Regions from separate parts of the Hordeum vulgare genome. Here regions 1 and 2 are each linked to region 3. The links are chromatin contacts, called in public Hi-C maps. All regions are on one chromosome and are shown on one strand. Each heading gives the region's core, a stretch centred on a gene start, on an enhancer-like site or on the middle of the called end of the contact. The rest is flanking DNA. Distances are from core to core; before and after follow the strand shown.

The links. Hi-C and Micro-C count contacts between places; a contact is called where the count stands out from the background.
Region 1: a contact with region 3 is called in a Hi-C map of seedling, with 4 times the contacts expected there. The contact joins the promoter of LOC123445103 here to the promoter of LOC123445101 in region 3. A contact is called at or near these places in 2 of 6 Hi-C or Micro-C datasets (leaf and seedling) and 1 of 1 datasets of contacts at active chromatin or transcription factors (embryo).
Region 2: a Hi-C map of leaf shows a contact between it and region 3, with 4 times the contacts expected there. The contact joins the promoter of LOC123445098 here to the promoter of LOC123445101 in region 3. A contact is called at or near these places in 4 of 6 Hi-C or Micro-C datasets (leaf and seedling).

Annotation. Positions count from the first base shown.
Region 1 is chr3H:562,969,356-562,973,721 of MorexV3_pseudomolecules_assembly, forward strand. LOC123445103 (protein TRIGALACTOSYLDIACYLGLYCEROL 5, chloroplastic-like) reads left to right here and starts at 1,314. Exons shown (of 4, transcript XM_045122035.1): 1 at 1,314-1,544; 2 at 3,164-3,338; 3 at 3,604-3,729; 4 at 3,823-4,098. The coding sequence starts at 1,406. The coding sequence ends at 3,700. It overlaps LOC123445102 (CLP protease regulatory subunit CLPX1, mitochondrial-like), which reads left to right. Exons shown (of 15, transcript XM_045122034.1): 13 at 1-69; 14 at 142-300; 15 at 471-753. The coding sequence ends at 539.
Region 2 is chr3H:562,586,834-562,590,699 of MorexV3_pseudomolecules_assembly, forward strand. LOC123445098 (2-C-methyl-D-erythritol 4-phosphate cytidylyltransferase, chloroplastic) reads right to left here and starts at 1,760. Exons shown (of 12, transcript XM_045122030.1): 1 at 1,539-1,760; 2 at 1,288-1,370; 3 at 1,141-1,212; 4 at 672-727; 5 at 507-586; 6 at 271-353; 7 at 82-159. The coding sequence starts at 1,653.
Region 3 is chr3H:562,716,484-562,720,411 of MorexV3_pseudomolecules_assembly, forward strand. LOC123445101 (protein root UVB sensitive 6-like) reads right to left here and starts at 2,278. Exons shown (of 14, transcript XM_045122033.1): 1 at 1,806-2,278; 2 at 953-1,051; 3 at 764-877; 4 at 403-474; 5 at 180-290; 6 at 1-62. The coding sequence starts at 2,135.

The sequences.
Region 1 (4,366 bases), core at 64-2,563, 250 kb after region 3:
GTCAAAAACACTGGTGCACGTGGTCTAAGAGTCATCTTAGAGACCATTCTACTGGAGGCCATGTATGAGGTAGTTGCTTGCAGTTTTCTGTAATGAACGCTGCAAAATCGAGGCATACGTTCTAACATTCTTTGTAAACAGATCCCTGATGAGAAAGCCGGAAACGAGCGAGTAGATGCTGTTGTGGTGGATGAGGAGGCCATTGGTTCCGTTGACAGGCCCGGGTGCGGGGCTAAAATTCTTCGGGGGGACGGCGCACTGGCACAGTACATAATAAGAAATAACTTACCAAACTCACCGGTATGGTACTCTTGATTTCTGAAACACAAAAGGTTGCACTGGGGGTCATTAGACCAAATATACACATAAAGCACAATAGGCTTTCCTTTAAAATTGAAATGGAGAAAATAGCTGTTAACTTGCGCAGCCTCCTCTAATCTCTGCTCTAACTTGTTTCCTCTAACTTGCAGGAAACCAACGAGGCTTTGGCCGGGGAGCTTGAAGACGCGTACATGCTGTCAAGAATCGTTAGCTTGTGATTAACCTTACAGACACCGTATATTCTGTAAAATGTCCACCACTCACACCCAGTCAATTTAACCAATTTTCCTGTGATCTATTTCAAGTTTGCGGTGAGGTCCGACGAGCAGAGATCCGGCCGTCGCGTCATTTGTTGTAATTGTTGATGTAAACAGGAGTTGCCTTTTGATCGAGCAACCATCCTGCTATAAGCAAAATGTTTCTCATTGTTTCTTTCTGGTGCTCCCAACCGGGCAGCTAGCTTATAGTTAGCTGTTGTCAGCAAAGGTGTAAACACCATGACACCCTCCTCACAGTTATACTCCGTAATAAGCACCTGTACAGGTTTCAGCTTTCAAGCTGAAAACATCCTGCAATTTCTACCTTTTGTTCAAGTCGTTCGTTATGGGACGCTACGATATCATCGCTTCAAATTTGAACTAAAACCACGACAAGAATTAGAATTGTGAAATGAAGCGGAGTACTTTCCATGATCACCATCATATGAACGTTTATGGAATCATGAATCTTCAGGTCAATGGTGCTGAAAAATGGTTCAGACCACACACACACAGGGTCTGAAGTCAGCTGGGCAGTTTCGAAGAGAAAGAAAGGTGGGTGTTTCACTGAAGCGGCCTCTGTAGTCCTAACGACAAGCGAAAACCTTGGTGCGGTTGCGTAAACCCAGCGCGTGCACGGATCACGAGGCTGATCGTGCGGCGGGGCGCGGCCAGACGGACCCGTTCAGCCGTCACTCTCGTCACCGTTCCCCCCCTCCCCCCCTCCCTCGTCCTCTCCTCACCCCAGTCGCTGAGAGAGAAAAGATATCGAACTCCCGCGAACCTTCGGAGCGCGCACGGGGCGGGCGAGCGAGCGAGAGAGAGAGATGGCGTACGGCGGCGGCAGGAGGGGCTCTTCCAGGTGGGGCCTTCCGATGGTGAGGTCGGACGCGCTCGGCAAGCTGGGGCCCTCCTTCGGCATCGGCGCCGGCTGCGGCGTCGGCGTCGGGGTCGGCCTCATCGGCGGTACGTGCCTCCCCAGATTTACCCCCGCCTCCTCTCCGTCGACCTGGATTGAATCGGCGATGGGCACGGTACATGTTCGCCTGCCACCGACTAGGTTGCCCGCTGCCGGTGTTTAGTTTGGATTTTCAGTGCCGTCAGTCAGTGGCGAATAGTGTGTGGGGATTCGGGACCCGTCGCCGTCAGGATCAGGATCAGGCTAGCCAGTTCGATTAATTCGATTCGAGGCTATTATTTCTGTGAGAACCCTGCAAACATATCCTGCACTTGTAATCAGTTGCATGTTGCCAGCAACTGTTGGAGTGGGAAGGCTTCAGGGTTCAGGTACCTCAGGTGCGATCATTTAGGTCTGTATGAAGTATCCGGGTTCTGGAATTCCAAAACCATCGTAAATAACAGTGCAAGTGCGCAACTATGTAATGCTATACGGGCACGGGCTGTCCAGCAATCTAACCCCCTCCCGTCCGCAGTTTGAGTAGGGAGGATTAGCATTTTTTTGGCTTCTGAATGTGTGGATGACTAGTTGCACAGCATCTGTGTCTTCCATGGTCAAACCTGAATGAAAAGGCTCTGTGTAAATATTTGTCGACTTGAAATGTCATTCTGAAGCTTATCTGAAGAGGAATTTGCGGCTAAGATTCGAGAATTATAATAATATTTGGTATAGTATATGGCGTCGCTGTTTTCTCAGAGAGCCATGGGGCGTAAATGAGTAGCTGTAGTTTAGAATGTACTAATCCCTCCGTTCCTAAATATAAGTCTTTCTACAAATTCTCTAAAAGATTACATACGGATGTATAGACATATTCTAGAGTGTAGATTCACTCATTTTGCTCCGTATGTAGTCTCCTAGTGAAATACCTAAAAGGTCTTATATTTTGGAACGGAGTGAGTATAAGTCTTTTAAGAGATTTCACTAGGTGACTACATACGAAGCAAAATGAGTGAATCTATACTCTAAAATATGTCTATGTACATCCGTATGTAGTTTATAGTACAATCTTTAAAAGGTCTTATATTTAGGAACGGAGGGAGTATTTAGGAATGGAGGGAGTAGTATCTAAGAGAAGACCAACCAGATAAGGGGAGACAGGAAGGTAAATGTGGTTATCATGCACAGCTCAGTATACAATCTGAAATGGAGATAGCTATATCAACTTTTAAAATCTGAAAAATTAAAACAATTAAACAAGTACTGCTAATTCATATTGCTCTGATGTTAGTATCTCTAGTTCAAGCAGTAAGATAAGGCTGTTAGATATGCACATAGATGCTTGGGGTCGTCTACACTCTATTAGATTGCACCCTTTTATGCATCATCAAAGTACATTTCGGTCCCCTTAAGGCCTTAACCTTGTGAATATTATCCCACGCGCCTGCTCTGAGCTGTGCGTCTCATTATAGTCATCTGTGTTAGTGGTAACAAAATATATAATATGATGTTGGCTTTCTAAATACTTCTGCATTCATACGGGAAGAATACCTTTTGAGAAGAACAAATTATTTACACTGTGACTCTGTACACCAGAACACAATTGGTTCTGCATATGTTAACTGCGGACATTATTTAACATAAAAAATATATTTCCTGTTCCTTTCTCATTTCTTATGTGTCTGAACAGGCGCAGGAATTGGAGCTGGATTCCCTGGTTTACAGCTAGGATTTGGAGCTGGTGCTGGATGTGGAATAGGAATAGGTTTTGGCTATGGTTTTGGAAAGGGAATTGCATATGACGAGAATGGTAAATATTCAAACATCAGGAGATCATTTCAGAACTCCAGGAGCCTTCCTTATGAGTAAGCAGTAACTCACTCCAAGCTTATGTACTTTGTACTATCGCAAAAATGGCTCCATTTGGGCACCTCCTGTTGCTCGACATGATTATATCCATAGAGGGGGCGTGTTTGACCTTGAATCTGTTTATCTATTTTACTATAGAATAGATGTGAAAGATTGGCTCTTACACTTGATGTCAACTGTGGTTAAAGCGTTATACTGCATGTCTAGCTTCACATGTTATCTCATTCTTCTAACACGATATTTTCCGGAAAAACTCTGCAGCCAAGAGTTTGATATCCTTTTTGACGAGGTGATGGAGAGCACCAGGAAGCTGATCAAAGCGACGACAAAGGAGATCGACAAGTGGAGGCGCATGTAGAGCGAACAGCACACCACATGAACAAACAGGTTAGTAGTATTCAGAAGCTTAACACGCCACGTGGAACCCCAAAACGGCCCCCTCCTCCTTCGTCTGATATTGTTCCATCTGCATAATTTCAGGGATTCAGCGAGATACGCCGTCAGTATTCTACCCTCGTGAAGGATCAATTTCGTCAAGGCACATGCAAGGATGCTAGCGTCATGTGACCGCGACGCCATTCCCGCCCCACGGGAATATCCTGCGCGGCGTCGCTGTCGGCAGCACATTGTTCATCTGTAAAACGCCTGTTTCGCATTGAAATGCTGGGAGAATCGCCTCAAATCAAACCTTTCTCCATCGCCTTAAGCATGGTGTCTGTATTTAATTTGATTAGCAGTCAACGTCACCTCGCTGGAGTCACTGCTGTTCATACTTGTTAGGCAAGATTTGCGTTCCTCGACATACACCAAACGCTGCCTGCGTCAGGCGAAAACGAAACGCGATTAATAATTTCTTTTTAGAACTATATCAGCTGTCTCCCATACCACTGGAGAGCAAAAGAAAGGGAGATCTTGAAGGTGGGTGGGTATACAATTCAAAGCTCCTACTAACACGCTTGGCCGTTGATCAGTGAACCAACGGTCAGCGTTTGCGGCTGTCTCCAGATTTTCTTGGTCCGGGATC
Region 2 (3,866 bases), core at 510-3,009, 130 kb before region 3:
AGAAGTTCCCTTCGTAGGAGCAGAAGAAAAAGATTCAATAACATCTTGCAAGACACGCTATGATGGATAATTCAAGGTAACCTTTTTCACATCTTCAGAGGATACCAAGGGTCTTGCAGAATCATGGACACAAACAAGTTCTGAATCTCCATTAATTTCCTGCGGACAAAATTTTTTGTTCACAAAATTAACAATTTTTGCAGATATCTACCGTATTTGCGGTACAAAAGCGAGCAACCTAACAGAAAGTATAGGTAGGCTAACACTAACCTGAAGTCCATTAAAAACAGAGTCTTGTCTCTCTTTTCCCGGGGTTGTAAATTTAATAGGTATTTGCAAATTTTCAGCAGAACCTGCGGAAACAGTTGACTGATGAACATCTTACTCTGAGACCGTACTGTATCACTCTTTAAATTTGGTCACAGGACTTAATTCTAACAAGGCGTAGATACTAGATAGATAAAAGCAGAGTAAAGACAATGAGTATAGGATGAGTCCAGACGAACCTTCAAATACATTTTTGTAGGATGGATCACACACCACCACGACTTCTTTCACTTCCTTCATTGCACAGAATGTCTTTAAACTGCAGGACAGAAATGTAAGCATTTCACGTCTGCATGAAATTGCCAAATCAGAGAATTAACAAGTTCTAAGCCAAGGAGATGAACCTGTGCAGTGCAATTGGTACTCCCAGTAATGGTAGATACTGCTTAGGCATATTGGCCTGTCACAAAAGGGGGAGAGAAACTTAGGTACATTCATCGTCCACTGAAAGGATTTGCTAGTTTACTGCACAGTATTAAAATTATTTCGAAGCAACACAATTCTTCACAGCAAATCTAAAATTGATACCATCAAGCATTGCACTGATGCCTGTTCATTTTGTTTGGCACTACTCCTAATGTTCAAGAAAGATAGCAATCTCTTGTATACTACATTTATCTTCACTTATATGATGAGAAGCCGTACAGATACACCATCAGAATGCATATATCAATATCAATAAAAGAAGAACGGCTATGGCATTTGCGAGCGGAATTATCAGACCAGTGAAGAATAACCCAGAGCAATACACAGAACGCACCCAAGGTCATACACTAAGTTTGGAGTATGAGATAGAAAAAGGGGAATGTTTACCCCCATTCTCTTTCCCTGCCCTCCGGACAGGAGGATCACCGAGACGCTCCTCTCCTTGACAGCCTCCCCGCCCTGGCAAAACACAACCTCAGTCAGCCAGAAGAGCTCACTCCATCACATAGGGGTGTCATCCGAAATCCGCCGTACCTGCGCGCCGTCCGGTTCAGCAGCGCAGATGGCTGAATGCGAACGCCTCGTACTCCGCCGCGGAGCAACCCCGCAGCTCCTACCTGGCCACCGTTGACCCCAGAAAATAGGAAGGACTCAGTACATGAGCAGTAGATAAGCAGCTACAGACAATCGGACTGGAGCTCTAGCAAGTTCGCAGCCCCAGGGGCGCCAAGCCAAAACGAGCGGATTAGAGGCAATTGGCCTGGAGCAACACGAGCAGTCCTTACCAATCCGAAGGCGGCGGGACGCGGGAAGCAGCACGGCCGCGGGGCATGGCGGCGGCGTCGGGGCGGAAGGGGGGCGCGCGTGGGAGTGGAGGTGGAGGCAGAGGCGGAGCTCCATGCCGGAGGCGCTGGTAGGTGGCCCAATGGGAGGGAGAGGGGGTGGTGCTGCTGGCGATGGGCGGCCGGAGCGGAGGGGCGACAAAAAGAGTGGGAGGAGGCATCCCCGCCCGGAACGCGAGTCAAGTGTGGTGCGGATACAACCCGGTCAATCCCCGCCGTCCACAAGCTCTGTTTTTCTCCGTCACGTGCGAGTGTTGTCTATCATTTTGTTCTTTTGATTGATGAGGTGATGTCTATCATTTTGCGTCAACGAGTCATAGGCTCCCTTTTCCAATTATCCAATGGCTGCTCTTTTTTATTTTGCTGTTTATCCGATGATTTTTCACTCCTCACGAAAGGACCATCACTCAAATCTTCACTATTATGTGCCTCCTCAAAAATGCTACATCATCGCTGATTGATTGTAATAATATTTTCCTAGAAGATAGGCCTCACTTTAGAGTTTAATATCGGGCCTTGGATTTTACCTGTTCGGCCTTGGGACTCGGGAGAGAGCTCGTAGACCTTCATGCGGGTGAGGCTTTGGATTCTAGCAGTTTGGATTGGGGTAGAGAGACATAAGTTTATGCTCGAGCTGAAATCTATCAATATACACTTCAGCCTTCTGGTCCACCAACGGATCTTTGTTTTCCTAGTTGGATGGCCTTGAAGGCCTTCAGGATGGTGCCGGATAGGCACTTGTGTTGCTAAAAGGGTAATTGCGAATTGAGAAAAGGTTATCCATGCGGTTAGTAAGTTAAGTGATGCATTTAACTCGATCGTTTGTATCTAATTTATAGCTTGGGTTGTTTACGACAGCAAACGACACACGTATAATTGCAAGTCAGAGTCGGACTATTTAAGCGTCGGTGAGCTAACACATGTCGAGAAGTTGTTTTTTTGTTGCATTCTACAAGGGGGAGCTTTTCAACGACGTTGAAATCTAGCGTGAAAATCGATCTCATTTGTGCGACCAAGTATATCATGTTGTCTTGAAAATATAATCCCTTTAAAATCTTCCTTCCCACCCACATCTCCTCTCTTTTTATTGTTGTTTATCCGAGTTTTCATTCTTCAAGGAGAGACCATCCCTCAAACCTTCATTCTTTCTCATAGACCTCATGGCCGCATCGAAGAGCGAACCAATGTGACAAAGTTGATGGCAGACACCTGAAGTGCAAAGATAAGCCTCGACCACCACCGTGTCAATAACACCTACAAACTGTACTTCACCGACCAACAAAAAGACGCCATCGGGCCATTAACGTCGTCGTTGATGATATCGTCGAGATGGGCGGGCTCTAGGTGATCTTATTCGAAAGACTAACCCCCTCCCCCCCCACCACCTCCACCAAAGATGCATCTCCACGAAAGACCTATGATGTGTTTAGTTGTCTGCATTGCATACTTGTCTCCGTTGGGTCTGGTTGAGCATATACAGACCAAAAATCATCATATGCACATCGTTTGGTCGCCTGCATACAACTTGACTGCATCGTAGCACCGATTCGTAGCCCGTGTGTTTGGTTGCATGCATTGGCTGGGCTCATGCAATTACACGGTGTTTGGTTGCATACACGCAACGAGGTTTGCTTATCGTGTACCCTATGTGGTGAGCTTATCAACTACACCTTACTATAGGATCTGAAGTATGTCTAGAGGGGGGTGATTAGATTACTTGACAAATAAAAACTTAGCATTTCCCCAGTTTCAATAGTTGACAAGTTTTAGCAATTATAGTCAAGCACACCCTACACATGCAAGTCTAAGAGTATAGCAACGGAAAGTAAGGACATGCACATGTAAGTAGAGGGTAGGGATAGGAAGATCAAACGTAAAATTGACACAGAGATTTTTGGCGTGGTTACGATAGGTGATACTATCGTACGTCCATGTTGATGGAGACTTCAACACACAGAGGGTAACGGCCGCGAGAGTCCACTGAGGGCTCCACCCACAAAGGATCCATGGAGAAGCAACCTTGTCTATTTCACCAAGGCTTACGCCCACGAAGGACTAGCCTCGCTCGGGGTAGATCTTCATCAAGTAGGTGATCTCCTCGCTCTTACAAACTTCTTGGTTCAACTCCACACATAGTCGGAGGCTCCCAAGTGACACCCACTACAGGAATTAGCTTCTTTGTCGTTTGCCATCACAGACGGAAAATAGTATATCACGGACGGCAAAGACAATATCACAGACGGCAAAGAATCTCACGGTCGGCAAAATTTC
Region 3 (3,928 bases), core at 1,028-3,527:
CCTCTTGCATAGGCCTTGTAGATTGGAGTGCGAGTTGAGGTCGATGTAACAGCAGCGACATTCTAAAATGTTTCACGAAAAAACGGAAGTTCTTCATCAATACTTTTGAAACAGAGTGTTGAATCTATGTATACTTGAAATCCAAGTATTGCAACTTAGAGCAACTGGTGAGGACAGACCTTTACAACATTTGCAACGCAAGCCATAGGCAGGAAAAATTGAGGGAATGCCGCAGTAGCTAACTCTATCCCAGCGCCTATCTCCAGCAAGAGATCACTAGAAAAGCGGAGCTGCAAAAAAAAAAAAGTTTCAGTTAGCCATGCACATGGACCAAGAAATTGGAAATAATGTAGACAACTAAATACTACTACACAGATGTAAACATGCTTTCACGTGTTTTACCTGCTTTAGGTCATTGTCAAACTTCTTTCCTTGTCGTGCAAAAAGCATTTTTCCAACACGTCCAGCACCATCCTGAAGCAGGAGCACAGTCACAGCTATATAATTAGAAGAAAGCATACATATTTGATTACTAAGGACAAGAAGAAGAGCAGTCAAACAGAATATATTGCTATCAGATGGCCAATAACTCTAGAAGGATAAGACTTCAGGTTCATCAAATTTATCTCTAGGTTTGCTCTACGACAAAAAAGCTCTTCTAATAAATTACTGATTTGTCATCTGTGAATCAAAAAAATTGAACGGACAGGAATAGTGACCAGAACAAATATAATAGGTTCTTGGATATACATGATATGTTTACCTTGAGGATCCAGTTGATAGCAATGGCACCTGGGGTTACCTTGCTTTGAGAGACTCCAACGGAGCTCAGCAAGGTTCTTGTTGTGAACACCCCCATTGCTCCACCAAAGAAATGCTGAACAGTGAGCAAATCTTAGCATGATACATTTAAATCAAGACAATACTGAACACGAGTTATAAAAAATTGTACCTTGAGAGCTCTCCAGGTCATGTACGGGACATATGAAGGAGTAACACTGTCTGGAAACCCTTCAGGCACAACATACGATCTTACAAATGCCATTATTTCCTGCAGCCATAGTGTGTAATGGTGTTACCTACTCGTATTTGTTAAACATGTATGGTCAATGTAGTTTATTATAGATAGACGACATAAATGTCTGAGTGATTTCAACTCTGCACACAGCACTTTAATCTTCCCATAACAATATAGAATCCTCTATTCAACAGTAGAAAACAACTGCTAGAAAACTTAACTCCAAAATGAATTCAAATATATATAATTTTCTCTAAACACAACTGAGAATAAACTGAAGAAGACAACTTCTACAGGTATTAATTCTAAAAAGAACTCTCAGTCAGCAATCAACTTAATCTGGCAAGTAGTATTCCACTACAATATTAAATTTCGTACAAACTACCTCAGTCCCAACTAAAAATTGACGGCGAAAACAACACTACCATGGACTAAAATAACTGTCCAGAAACAGAGTCATAGTCCTGGAAGCACGACAAAAATCAAATCTCCCGGTTTCACCTAAATAAAACAAAATTGCCTCGAAAGCATCAAGTCAGTACGCTGCTGGGAAGAATTAGAGCGTGCATCCTGAGGGAAAAAAACATAACCACATTGTGCAGCTGCACAAATAATCTACAATTCGCAGATGGCTACGCCTCGGGTACACCAAATCGCCCAAAATCCACAACCAATTCCCCCCAAATCAAACCGGAAACCTAGCGCGTATCCACCAACCAGACCACCAAAACAAAACCAAAGCAGCAGCAAACGCGACGGGACGCCGCAATTCCGCCAGACGGCTCACCTCGGCGGGCGGAAGCGGCGACTGGAGCGGCACGGCCCGGACGGAGGCCCCCAGGGGGACGGCGGACCCGCCCCGGCCCCTGCCCTTCGCCTTCGCCTTCCCGGGGGCCGCATCCACCACGTACTTCCACCGCCTCCCCTCCACCTCCTCGAGGCACAGGAAGCCCTCGAGCGCGGGCGCGGGCGCCTCCAGGGCCGCGGGGGCGACGGCCCCGGCGATCGTGGAGGTCCGCACGGCCTCGCGCACCAGCCGCGCGTCGGGCGGCGGCGGCGCCTGCACCGTGACCGTCTGCGCCGCGGCGGTCCGCTTGATCCCCACCGCCGGCGCCATGGGCTGCTGCTTAGTCAGATGGTTGTCGCGACGGGCGCACAGGACACGACAGGGAGGCGGGGCGGGGCGGAGTGGTTGGAGAGAGAAAATGAAGGGGACGAGGGTTATATTGGCGGAGCCGCGGAAATGCCAAGATGGAGGCGTGCGTGGTGAGAGACCAGGCAGGGGAGAGACAAAAGGTTTTATAGACCACCAGAGGCCTCTCTTTGCTCCGCTACGGGCACCAGCGCCGTGCACCCACCTACATTACTTGTTGCCCTTCACGGCGGCGGGCGCGGCTGGGTCCCGCCCGTCGGAGAACGGTGGTTCGGCATGGCGTCGGAGACGCGAACCGCTACGGACAGAACGGTTTGTAAACTAACTGTTTTCCACGCAATGTGTGGGATGGTGATTATCTCCGACAACCAGCCATGTGTCGATGGTTATTGGAAGTTTACACTGAAGAGATGGCTGGTGAATGCTAATGTGGTTCGTTCAGTGTGTCATCGGAGACATGGACTGCGATGGACGTAAGCGGATGAAACCGTGATAATGTTATCTTGCACACGTTGATTGTTTGTGGGGGTAGGTTGTTTTCGAGATCCACAAGTCGATGGTTATTGGAAGCTTACGGGGACGAGATGGTTCGCGAAGGCCAACATGGTTTATGTAGTGAAGTTTACACGGGAGAGATGATCGGTGCACGCCAACATGTCGGTCTAGTGCACACCAAAGACACGAACCGCTGATGATACAAGGAGTTGAAACGCCACTAACTTACACACAAGGATTGTTTTGTGGTAGTGTTGCTCCTATGAGACATACCTCGGTGAATATTGGAAGTTCTTGAGGGAGGAATGATCGATGCAGGCTAGCACAGTAGTCTAGCATGGCAACAAAAATGCGAGCCGTTATGAACGAAGAGAGCTGAACCGCCACTATCTTACACGTAATGATTGTTTCGGGGTATGGTTGTTTATAGTCACACCGTGCACCTACCTAAATTACTTGTTGCCCTTCACGGTGGCGTAGTTGGGTCCCACCCGTCGGAACGCGGTGGTCCAGCGTGGCACCGGAGACGTGCACTGCTACAGACAGAACGGTTTGTAAACCAACTGTTTTGCATGCAATGTGTGGGATGATGATTGTCTCTGGTACCCAACCATGTGTCGATGGTTATTTGAAGTTTACGGTGAAGAGATGGCTGCTGAATGCCAATGTGGTTCGCTCACTATGTCACCGGAGACGTGGACTGCGATGGACGTAAGCGGATGCAACCGTCATAGTGCTATCTTGCACACAATGATTGTTTGTAGGGTAGGTTGTATCCGAGATCCACAAGTCGATGGTTATTGCAAGCTTACGGGGACGAGATGGTTCGCGAAGGCCAACATGGTTTATATAGTGAAGGTTAGACGGGAGAGATGATCGGGGCACGCCAACATGTCGGTATAGTGCACACTAAAGACACGGGCTGCTAATGATACAAGGAGTTGAAACGCCACTAACTTACACACGACGATTGTTTATGTGGTAGTGTTGTTCCTATGAGACATACCTCGGTGAACATTGGAAGTTCTCGAGGGAGGAATGATTGATGCAGGCTAGCACACTAGTCTAGCATGGCAACAAAAATGCGAGCCGTTATGGACGAAGAGAGCTGAATCGCCACTATCTTACACGTAATGATTGTTTCGGGGTATGGTCGTTTATAGGATCCATACGTTGTCGGTTATTGAAAACTTGCGAGGGAGAGATCACTCGTGCATACCAACATAGTGGTTTAATGTGACATCAAATATGGAAGTTGAAAC